Linked DNA regions of Mus musculus: region 1 is linked to region 2. Evidence: chromatin contacts called from public Hi-C data. All regions are on one chromosome and are shown on one strand. The core of a region is the stretch at or near the end of the contact, and the rest is flanking DNA. Distances in the headings are between cores, read along the strand shown. Region 1 has its middle 120 kb from the start of Mpdz. Region 2 has its middle 30 kb from the start of Tyrp1.

Region 1 (5,218 bases), core at 1,238-3,737, 700 kb before region 2:
CACCATATGTGCTGAAGAATTCGAGCCAGAAAACAGCTAGTACTGGACGGTATTTACAATTTAAATTTAATTTTACATTATTATTCAAATGAGCATTTATATATAAGTCTCTATTAAAATTAATGCTTCACATGGAACAAAATTTTCACCTAAAATTATACTTGCAATAGTACTGGGCCTTTTTGCCCAGCTATCTAGATCATTTAAGAACCACAAAGCATTTCTATTTGTTTTTCGATTCTACCTGAACGACAGAGTCACGCTTTTCCTATGAGAATGAAAAGTAAAACTAATCTCGATTGGAAGGCCGGAAATCAACACAAGCACAGACCAACCCTGACACACTAAAGAGTGTAAACGATCGGAGAGAACCCGATGCTGCCTGATGATATCATAGTTCTTTTCTACCTTTCCACTAAAACGCCAACGATCTCTTTCCCTTTGCCTTCCAACAAGTTCCATGTGTTTTGTGAACAGTGACATGCCTTTGGCTTGATGTTTTGTTTGCAAAATGCAATGTGTTTTACTGTCCCCAGAAAGTAGCACTTCTTTGTATACTCAGAAACACGATCAACTGCATGCCCTGTTTTGTGCAACCCAGGGAAGGAGCCTTCCACCCTGGGCAACAGCGGTATGTGTGTGAGGGGTGCCTCAGAAGCCGTTGCTACAATACCACAAACAGAAGGCTGCCTCCTTCACTGTCCCCGAGAGTCATTTTCTATTTTAGGATTGGTAAAGTGGTAAGTCTTTAATGTCACTGATTTAAACGCTGCGCACTTTACGTTCATCTTCACTTTACAGAGAAAACTCTAGATGGATCAGAAGCCAGCATTCATTTTGCTCACCTGGGCTGCTTGGCTGTGTATTTATTCTTGGAGGCCCTTTGAAAATAAAGTCTCCATCCTCTCTTCATTGGTTCCCCACAGATCCACGGTTTCCTACTTACAGCTAGTGCACACACATCATAGAGGTATCAGCCAAATAAATACAAAACTTGAGTGGGGTTCTTAGAGATTGTTATTTTGTAGTCTATTTTAATGAAAGTCTATGAACCAAAAGTAGAAATATCCTTCAAATACTGGGACTGTGGTAATCTTTATAGCCTGTGGCCAAGGAACTCAAACTGGAATAGAAGGAATAGAATAACTTTTTAAAAATTAAGGATAAAAATAGTGTCAAATGTACCTAGAATCTTAACTGCAAAACATATTTACTCCTGGATTAACTATAATAAATTTTACCTTAAACCTAGCAAATAGAATGTTTCTTTTGAAAAACTTAAAAAGTAGGGCTCTAAGGCTAATGTCTCTTTTGCCTTCTTTTCTCCCCCTTTTTCTTGAAAACCACAGGAAGCTGCCTTCTTCCCCGACTTGCAATCAGTCTCCAAAATGTTGAATCATTGCCTGGATGCATGAACTCAACTGTGTGCAGCTTTAATGTATAGCAGCCAACATTTCTATACATAAGTACTCTCAAAGGGGCTCAGAGGAGAACTAGAGACCTTTGGTTCTGTGGGTTTAATGGGAATGGAAAATCTCCACGTTTACACATCTATTCTCACATATTAATATCATTACATTTAAACGGAGGTTTGATTTCAAACATTGAATTAATTAAGAAGGGAACATCTACGGTATTAGAAAGCCAAATCAAATGCCAACAGCGCCCTCTACTGACTTCTAAAAGAAAACTTTTTTTTTTTTTTTGTCTAGCAACAGAAAGAAAATTTCTGTTTATTTACTTAGCGAAGCACCCAGACACCAAATTAAATGTCTTAGAAAATACCAAATCCCTTGGTAAACCTGAAGGAAAAATGCGAAGAATTTTATAAATAGAAATCAGCAGTCATGTGGATGCTCCACTACCAATAAAAATTTCCTGTTCCACTAACAAATTGTGAACCATTTCCTAGCCTGGGAGCCTTTATTACAGTCAGGGCAAAAGCTAAAAAACAATTAGGGTTGGGTTAACATTCGCATTTACTACCACCAGGCACAAATATGAAACTTGGATTCCGAAAACTGAGAAGTCTTAATGGAAGTTTCAGATTCTTACATTATACTTCCATGCTTCTTGCTGTGTTAAAAAAAAAAAAAAAAATCCAAGCTCTTTCTTTATGGTTATTTCTTTTAGGAACCATAGATCATTTCTAATTCTCACACAACTTTGAGGCAAAGATACACTGGGTTCTTTTACTAAGTGCTAACATTTGCTGCAATGGGTATTTTAATTAAGGCAATCAAAGAACTGAAAAATAAAATAAAAAATATGTTCCTGCCAAAGCCCTTGCTCCAGACTTCGTGGAGACTGCCACGGTCTACACCTGCAATGAATCTCATTGGTCTCACTCCGTGAGTGCTGCCGCTGCCTTAAATCCCCCCACGCACTGCAGCGTTGGCCACATTTTTATGCAGCCTGGCTCCCTGCTCTGAAGCAGAACTCCTGAACAGCACATTCTGATGTTCTCCAGTCTCACTCACTTCACCAAGTGAGACCTGACAAGCTTTACACGAGAGGCGGGTGTGAGAGAGTCAGGAATGTTGGTGTGAAGGCACCAGAAGGCAAAGCAAGCGTTTCCTACTGACAGAGGAAGGAGCAGAGTGGCCTGAGCTTGCTGCGTGGATGCTCTGGCTCCACTGCACAGGCTTTCCCCGACGACCCTCCCTCACCTCCACCAGTCTGTGGTGGGAGGGTTGCCATAAATTTCTAGTAAATTGTAGGCTGCTAAATTAGAAGCGTTCTTCAACTCTCACCTCCTCCCATCAACTCCTCGCCTTTATAACTGTATTCTCTCACTCTGGCACGCGCACACGTGTGTGCATATACATACATACATACATACATACATACATACATACACACACAGACAGAGAGAGAGAGAGAGAGAGAGAGAGAGAGAGAGAGAGAGAGAGAGAGAGAGATGCTACCTTTATCATCCAGAAAGAAACATTTCTGTTAAATCGCCACCCTTCGTATTAAACTTTCTGTTGTAATTTAGGAAACCACAGTGGTTTCCTAAAGCATTCCTAACTGTGTCAAAGCTTCAGAGAATCTTTTTTCCTACGGCAGGTTCTTCCCCCACCCCATTCAAGGGTCTTCTCTGCTGTTTCTAAACTGTGTGACCTAAGGTAGGACACTCAAACTTGTTAATCTCGGATTACTTCTTTCATGGAAAGAGGATGGTAACAGCATTCTACTTAATCTATGGGGTTTACTGAGATTCTCATGAGATAAAGTTTACAATATACTCTAATAGGATGTCTGGTACATAAGAAACAACCCTTACTATTTCTGCATACATAATGAACAAGAAAAACGTCTCAGGTGAATGAACCAATGTACTACTGAACCTGTGTGTGGCGTGACACTGTCCTTCCGTGGGTTTCTAAAGGCAACTGCCTCTGGACAAAATGTGCAGGGAGGGCAGCAGCTCAAATCTCAGATTCAGAAGTGGGTAAATTTCCTTCTAGCCTTGTCTGGGAGACATCTCTGCCTGCTCATGGCTTTGAATCAGTTAAACTCTTTTAGCTTTGTGGCGCTACCCTACAAAGGGAGGGCATTGTCTAGTTCACACTGCTAAGTTAAGACTATGTGGCCACAGGTCTTGGTGAATGAACCCCTTCCGCAGGAGCTTCTCTTTCCCTTTCTCCCTCTCTCCCTCCCTCCCTCCCTCTCTCTGTCTCTCTGTCTCTGTCTCTGTCTCTGTCTTTCTGTCTCTGTCTCTCTCTCTCTGTCTCTCTGTCTCTCTCTGTCTCTCTCTCTCTGTCTCTCTCTCTGTCTCTCTCTCTCTCTCTCTCTCTCTCTCTCTCTCTCTCTCTCTCTCTCTCTCTCTCTCTCTCTCTCTGCTTTCTCCTGCCAGATAGACCCCTTAGAAGCCTGTCTTTCAGTCTTGCCTTCAAGGTCATCTCCCTTCATTTTGCCTTTTCTCAGGCAGCGCTTCCTTGTGGAAACCATCTCTGATGTTGCTCAGCAGGCCATACCCATTTTACATGTTCTTCCACATAAAGAGAGGCCCCCATTGTGGTAGCTAGCTCAGATTTAAGGTTTCCCAAGATGGGTTGCTTTCCACCAAGACAACCCACATCCAGGCTGGGTGACTATTCTGTTCACGTCTATATTCCACTACCTGGCAGAAAGAAGGGCCTAATATCATCTGTTGACTATACAGATGGAAACCCAGTAGAAGATTAGGTACTTAAAGAAAGACATTCATTATTATAAAAGCCCAATATCAAAGCAGTCCAGAAGTCCTGCAGAGATTGCTCAGAGCTTGTTTTCTTCCCAGATGTCTCCAGCAAGGTCAGACCCTCTTAGGATCAAAAAACCAAAGAACGAAGGCCTCAAAACCAACAAGCTCTTATTAAAATGTTTGCTACCGGATGGCATCCATTTCCCTGGGTTTTCCTAAGCACTGCTCTGTCTTATAATTAAAACAGCCTCTTCAGCTGCGAAATGCTCTGGATGTGATGACAGCCACTGTGAATTGTGCTCTCCGACTGGGACTTCTATGCAGCCCTGGGCCTGGAAATGATTTATTCTGGGAAGGGAGCCTCTGTGTATTGAGACGCTGAGCATATTTGTGGGGGTGGAGGCTGGACCTGCCTCCTCAGATGGGCTTTCCCCTCTGTGTGTATATTTATTCAAGCACTCACCCCTTTAAAATATGACACTGGCTTCAAGGGGCAGTAAGGCTTGGGAAATATTTTAATGCCATAATACAAGACACTAGATGTGTAGAACACAGATGTGGAGAAAAAAGTGAGCTGTGTTCACAATTCCACTCATTAAAGAGCCTCGGAGTCCTGAAGGACAGGAAACACTACTGTGCATTGCCTTGATGTGGGCATTGCCCTTTCACCCGTATGATCACTATCAATCCCTCAATGCCTCACACAGCTCCCACCACCTCCCTGGCTTTCCACCCTAGGACCTATTCTTGCAGTTTCCAGAACATCACTTTGGCATGCCTTGCTAACAGTTCTGAAGCCTGTCTGCCACCCTCCTCCCTTTTCCTTCTGTCAGCCCTTCCCTCCCACCATTCCCTCCCTCCTTCCCTCCCTCCCTGCAGCTTCCCTCCTCTCCCTTCTTTTTATCTTCTTTTCCTCTCTTCCCCCTTTGCCTTCTTTACTTGTCCTCCATCTTTTACTTCCTTATTCCTTCCTTTCCTTTCTCTTCTCCCATCCTTCGTCCTTACTCTTTCCTGCCATCCTTTCTCAAG
Region 2 (5,156 bases), core at 1,105-3,604:
TTGGAACTTGCTATGTATACTCAGATGGCCTCAACCTCAGACATTTGCCTACCTGTCTGCTGAGAGCAAGGCTTATTAGACTTCATTTGTTTTTTGTTTTAAACTGTGAAATAAACCCTCATTTGTGAATTGTTACCATCTATCATTTGGAGAATTTCAATCTTGTAACATGACCAGCTGAACTATTGATTGGGTCATGGCACATGTTGAGAAGTCCAGAGGCCCAAGACAGAATAAGAATTTGTCACTAATTCAAGCAGAGAAATGAATATATATACATTTATTTATCTTCACCACCATCTAGTTTAGTTCTTTAGTATTTTTGCCATCTGTATAGGAAGTTGTCTATACCAACCCTGTGATCAAGTTTCATCTCTAGAGAAGATGATAATGGTGTCTTTATGGCTGGGGAACTGTGAATTTCCGTGTTTAGCTGCACATGTTGTGATAAATTGCAATACGTACTCCACAGATTCATAACTTTCTTTCTTCTAATATTTGGTGTTGCTAGCCTTTTGGTGATAAAAGTGTAATGCAAGACTCCATGCTAATGGGCAGATTAAATTGAGTTCAGTCATCATCAATTATATCAATAACCATCTAAGATAATGGAACTTATTGAGCTTTTAAAATACTAACATCTCAGCATATGACATCCTTCAGTTATGCATGCCACAGTGAATGCCAGGGTTGGGAAATGCCTACAACGTTGCAGAAAACAGTGTGTGTAAGATGTGTTAGCCATGTTTTGTTCTTCTAGAACAAAATCTATTATGTCATCTTCACACGAACATCCATAGTTGCAAATCTGGTTCAGTTGTCAAAAGAAAAACCATTCAATTACATACATAGCACGGGCCTGCAATAAACATTTTCCTGTGCCCTTCGGTTCAGTACAGCTAGGGGCTGTAAAGTCTAGGACTACACTGACATCTAGAGGAAAGCGGCCCTAAGCACAGAGCTTTTCCAACGACTTTACAAGTTTCCTGGCTCAGTTTTCAATTTTATTATTAATTTTTGCCATGCATCTTTGCCATTCTCTTGTTCTCTAAGCTGACTATGAATTTATTTATTTTTTTTACAGAAATACTCTGTCCTAAAAAGCATAGACTAATGCAGAGAAAAAAGAAAGAAAACCAAAAATTCCCACCCGTTAGTGAACTAAGATTTCGTACAAAGATGAAGTGAATCTTTGTCACTTTCCGACCTGTCTTTGCTGGGATTAAAGTAGCTGAAAGGTGCTAAAGAAATACCTGAATAGTTCATATTGTTGTCCTTCCTATAGAATTGCAGACCCCTTCAGCTCCTTGGGTGCTTTCTCTAGCTCTTCCATTGGGGGCCCTGTGTTCCATCTAATACCTGACTGTGAGCATCCACTTCTGTGTTTGCCAGGCACTGGCATAGCCTCACAAGAGATAGCTATATCAGGGTCCCTTCAGCAAAATCTTGCTGGTGTATGCAATAGTGTCTGCGTTTGGTGGTTGATTATGGGATGGATCCCCAGGTGTGGCAGTCTCTGGATGGTCCATCCTTTCGTCTCAGCTCCAAAGAGGCCCCTTGGTCTTGCAAACTTTATATACCCCAGTACAGGGGAACACCAGGGCCAAGAAGTGTGAGTGGGTGGGTAGGGGAGCAGGGTGAGGGGAGGGTATAGGGGACTTTTGAGATAGCATTTGAAATGTAAGTGAAGAAAATACCTAATAAAAAATTGGAGAAAAAAAGAAATACCTGAATAAAATTCACTTTACTGCTTTAAAACTATGTATAGTGATAATAAAATTATTAGGACAAAATGTTAATATATACATACACACGTGCACACACACATATATACATATATCATACTTATATATACATATACACATACATATCATAACATGTATATATATACACACATACACACATACGTATACATATACATATACGTCATATAAATTCACATACACATACACTCCAACAATTTGGTACGTGTGCTATGTGTAGATGATCTGTTAGAATGCTTTCATATATTTTAAATCTAACCCGGAGTATCAGTTAAGGAAGTACATCTCCTTAATTTAAAAAGACAGATATGCATAAGCCGACTCGGTCTCAAACGTGTATTTTAGAGATGAAATTGAAACATTGTGGTTTCAGTATGGACGTAGGGAAGAGCTGAATGTTTTCCTTAGTCCAGGAACATAGAAATACATTGAGCTGGGCAAGATCTATTCTGAGGTTGCCTCTCAAAACCCTGGAAGCACCAAACAGGCAGCCGGTGCAGCGCGCAAAGGAGGCTTCTGGAAGGAATGCTGCCAAACCCAGGCGCTCCATCATGATTTGCATAAGTGCAAGCGCAGTTCCTCCTGCGTTGTAGTGCTGCACCCCAGACGCTGGGAAGCAGCTGAAGCAGCAGATGACCGTTTACTTTGCCAGAGCGCGTGAAGCAGAGAACATCCCCACATTACTCACTAAGTAATGAGGAGGGGACTGAGAAGCGTTCCGCGGTTCTGACGGGCCTGCCAGTTAGCCCCTGGGCTCTGCTTTGTGTGCTCCACACACAGCAGAGGCTCTCAGGAGGTAATGCAAATGAATCAACAGACAGCGAGAGGTCCCAGCAGCAGCAGGCAAGGTACCGCCTATGCAACAGGGCGTGATGACAGATAATTAGCTGTGACATGCCCTCGATGGCACTGGGAGGAGAGCATTCAGTTGGAAATCAGCGTGCTACAAGCTATGGCAAACCTAGAGATCAAACTTTGCAGCATACATATATATATATATATATATATATATATATATATATATATATATATATATATATTTACAGATGATTGTTTAAAAAATGTAGTTATCACTGAACTTCGTAGAACCTCTTGAAGTTTATTAAGTTCTTTTACATTAAAGCCCATACACCATCACTACAGATACACAACATACATTCTTACTTTGAGTGTTTACAAATTTATTTTTGTTTTGTAGAGCTGTCCTTATTTTAAATATAAGAAAACGGTCGCTTAGAGAAGTTATGAACTACTAGAGGACCGGCAAGCCAGTGGGGCACGCCTTTAACTTTGGCACTCAGGGAGCAAAGGCGGGCGGAGTTCCAGGCCAGCCTGATCGATGTGGTGAGGGAGTCTGAGACAGTTAGGACTAAGATGTTGGCATTTCTACATGATTTTATTTTTCTTCTTAAAAGCTGCTTGTTTGTTTGTTTATAAAAAACATTCTAAAGGTCACTACTAGAACTGGGAAAGTTTTGAACTACACATTAGAAAGGAGTGTTCTATTTCTGTCAAATTTCCTTTCCATTTCATTATGTATAGTAAGAGAACTTTCCTGAAAAAACATTCACAGGGGTGACACAACTGAAACAGGAATAAAGGGCCCAAATATCATCTACTTACTTCTATTCTTGCTCAGGAAACACACCACACACACACACACACACACACACACACACACACACACACACGAATAGTAATAGCGAAAACATATGTGCAAAATGTAGTACCAGTTAAACCTACCTATAACATTTTTGAGGGTGCATTATATTCTTGCAAACGTTCCACACACTGGAATTTTCTTAAGAAAGCTAAACATGGATCATAGGTCAGTTTTTCTTTGAAAGCTTTAGATATTTGTCTACCAAATTAACCATTCCTTTCAATATCTGTATGCTTAGCATAGGCCAAGTGGGTCTGATTCCCACGCCCGCCTAGCCCTTTCAGCTTGGTCACAACCATCAGTGTCTTTAGTCGGTCAGGCTCATCTATTGTCTGTGGATGTACTTGGATGCTGTAGCACCCACCTTTCATTGTGCGCCCGGAAGAGCCTGATGACCATGATGAAGGAGCGTAATTATACAAGAAACGGGGACACATGCTTGCTATTATTGTTTAGCTGGGAATGTTAGCAGTATGGGGGGATTATTAATTACAAATGTCTCTTCCATCAACATAGAAGCTGTTTCTTCTGTTTTCAATGATCACGTGAGCATTTTTAAGCCAGAAAAAGAGCGGCAGCTGCGAACGTTGTTCATTTCAGCCAGAGTCGCTTGTTGCCCATAATCAAAATTGTGAAATGTGCTCAAAGGGGCCATCTTGTGGGAGATTTCTATTCAATTTTCAGCAGATTTATTGACAAAATCGGGCCAAATCTGAGGGTAAGAAAGAAACAACAGCATGGTAGTACATTTGATGACGTATCATAAGCTTCTGGCTTGAAATCTAAATAACAAAAGGGGTCCAGAATATACCTCCAAACACAATTTATTTAATTGAAACAAAAACTGTTCTGATTTCTCTCAGAAGGCACAGTAAGTTTTATTCAGTGTCCCTTCTTTTCTTCCTCATATTACAAACCTAACAATTGTGTGTGTATGTGTGTGTGTATACAACAAAAGGGAAATTGAGAATAAACTTCTGTCCTATGTTGCACATTGTGAGATATACCATACTTCATTGCCATTTCTTATATTAAATTTTTTCTCTTGGTCAAGACTGATGGAGCTCTGTGAGTTGCCTGTCGACTTTGCCCCATCCAGTCCTCCCTGACAGGGACAAGCATTTTCGTCTTGTGAGGCTGATTTGTCTTTGGATTAATACAGCATGTTTAGACTCATCCTTAGTTTTTCTTTTATAGGATCTCATGACATCAGGCCTGGCTGGCCTGGAACTCACATAGATCTCCCCACCTCTGCCTTCCAAGTTCTGGGATTAGAGATGAATCTTACCAGGTGTAGCTAGACTTGTCTTTCACACTTTGTTAAACTCAGGAACTTGAGAACTCAGATGTTCCAGGTTCCAGCTGTCAGAGTCTTTCGCATGGTTTTGCTTCTGTCTCCCTCGTGGCACTACACTTCTTATTGCTAGGTTATTGTATTATTTATGCTGTCATAAAACTCTTGTTCTTCAGCGTCTTACATAGTTTCACACAGTGAAATTTTCTTTCTCACAGAGTAAGATTTTCTGAGAATTAATCTATATATATATATATATTTGAGAATTGATGACTATATCATCTTTTATGAACTTACATGAATTCCACTAACCTTTTAAGACTTAGTATTTATTCTCGATGTAGTATATATTCTCAACAAAATGACTTTCCTGTCCCTTTCATATGTCATAACATTTAGTGCTGTTCTGTCATTTCCAAATAATAAATATTTTATG

The links. Hi-C and Micro-C count contacts between places; a contact is called where the count stands out from the background.
Region 1: a contact with region 2 is called in a Hi-C map of cerebral cortex, with 4 times the contacts expected there. The contact joins two enhancer-like sites. A contact is called at or near these places in 18 of 484 Hi-C or Micro-C datasets (the AML12 cell line, the C2C12 cell line, the N1E-115 cell line and 14 more) and 2 of 115 datasets of contacts at active chromatin or transcription factors (astrocytes and embryonic stem cells).

The regions. Positions count from the first base shown.
Region 1 is chr4:81,560,985-81,566,202 of GRCm38.p6, reverse strand. No RefSeq gene overlaps it. Among named protein-coding and RNA genes, the nearest start is that of Mpdz, 120 kb to the right of the region's middle. Within about 2 kb of position 2,487, at least 31 of the 459 cell types and tissues checked have an H3K27ac peak or open chromatin away from gene starts, as enhancers often do. A contact at or near this core is called in cerebellar granule neurons and cerebral cortex, where this site is marked.
Region 2 is chr4:80,862,024-80,867,179 of GRCm38.p6, reverse strand. No RefSeq gene overlaps it. Among named protein-coding and RNA genes, the nearest start is that of Tyrp1, 30 kb to the right of the region's middle. Within about 2 kb of position 2,354, at least 95 of the 459 cell types and tissues checked have an H3K27ac peak or open chromatin away from gene starts, as enhancers often do. A contact at or near this core is called in cerebellar granule neurons and cerebral cortex, where this site is marked.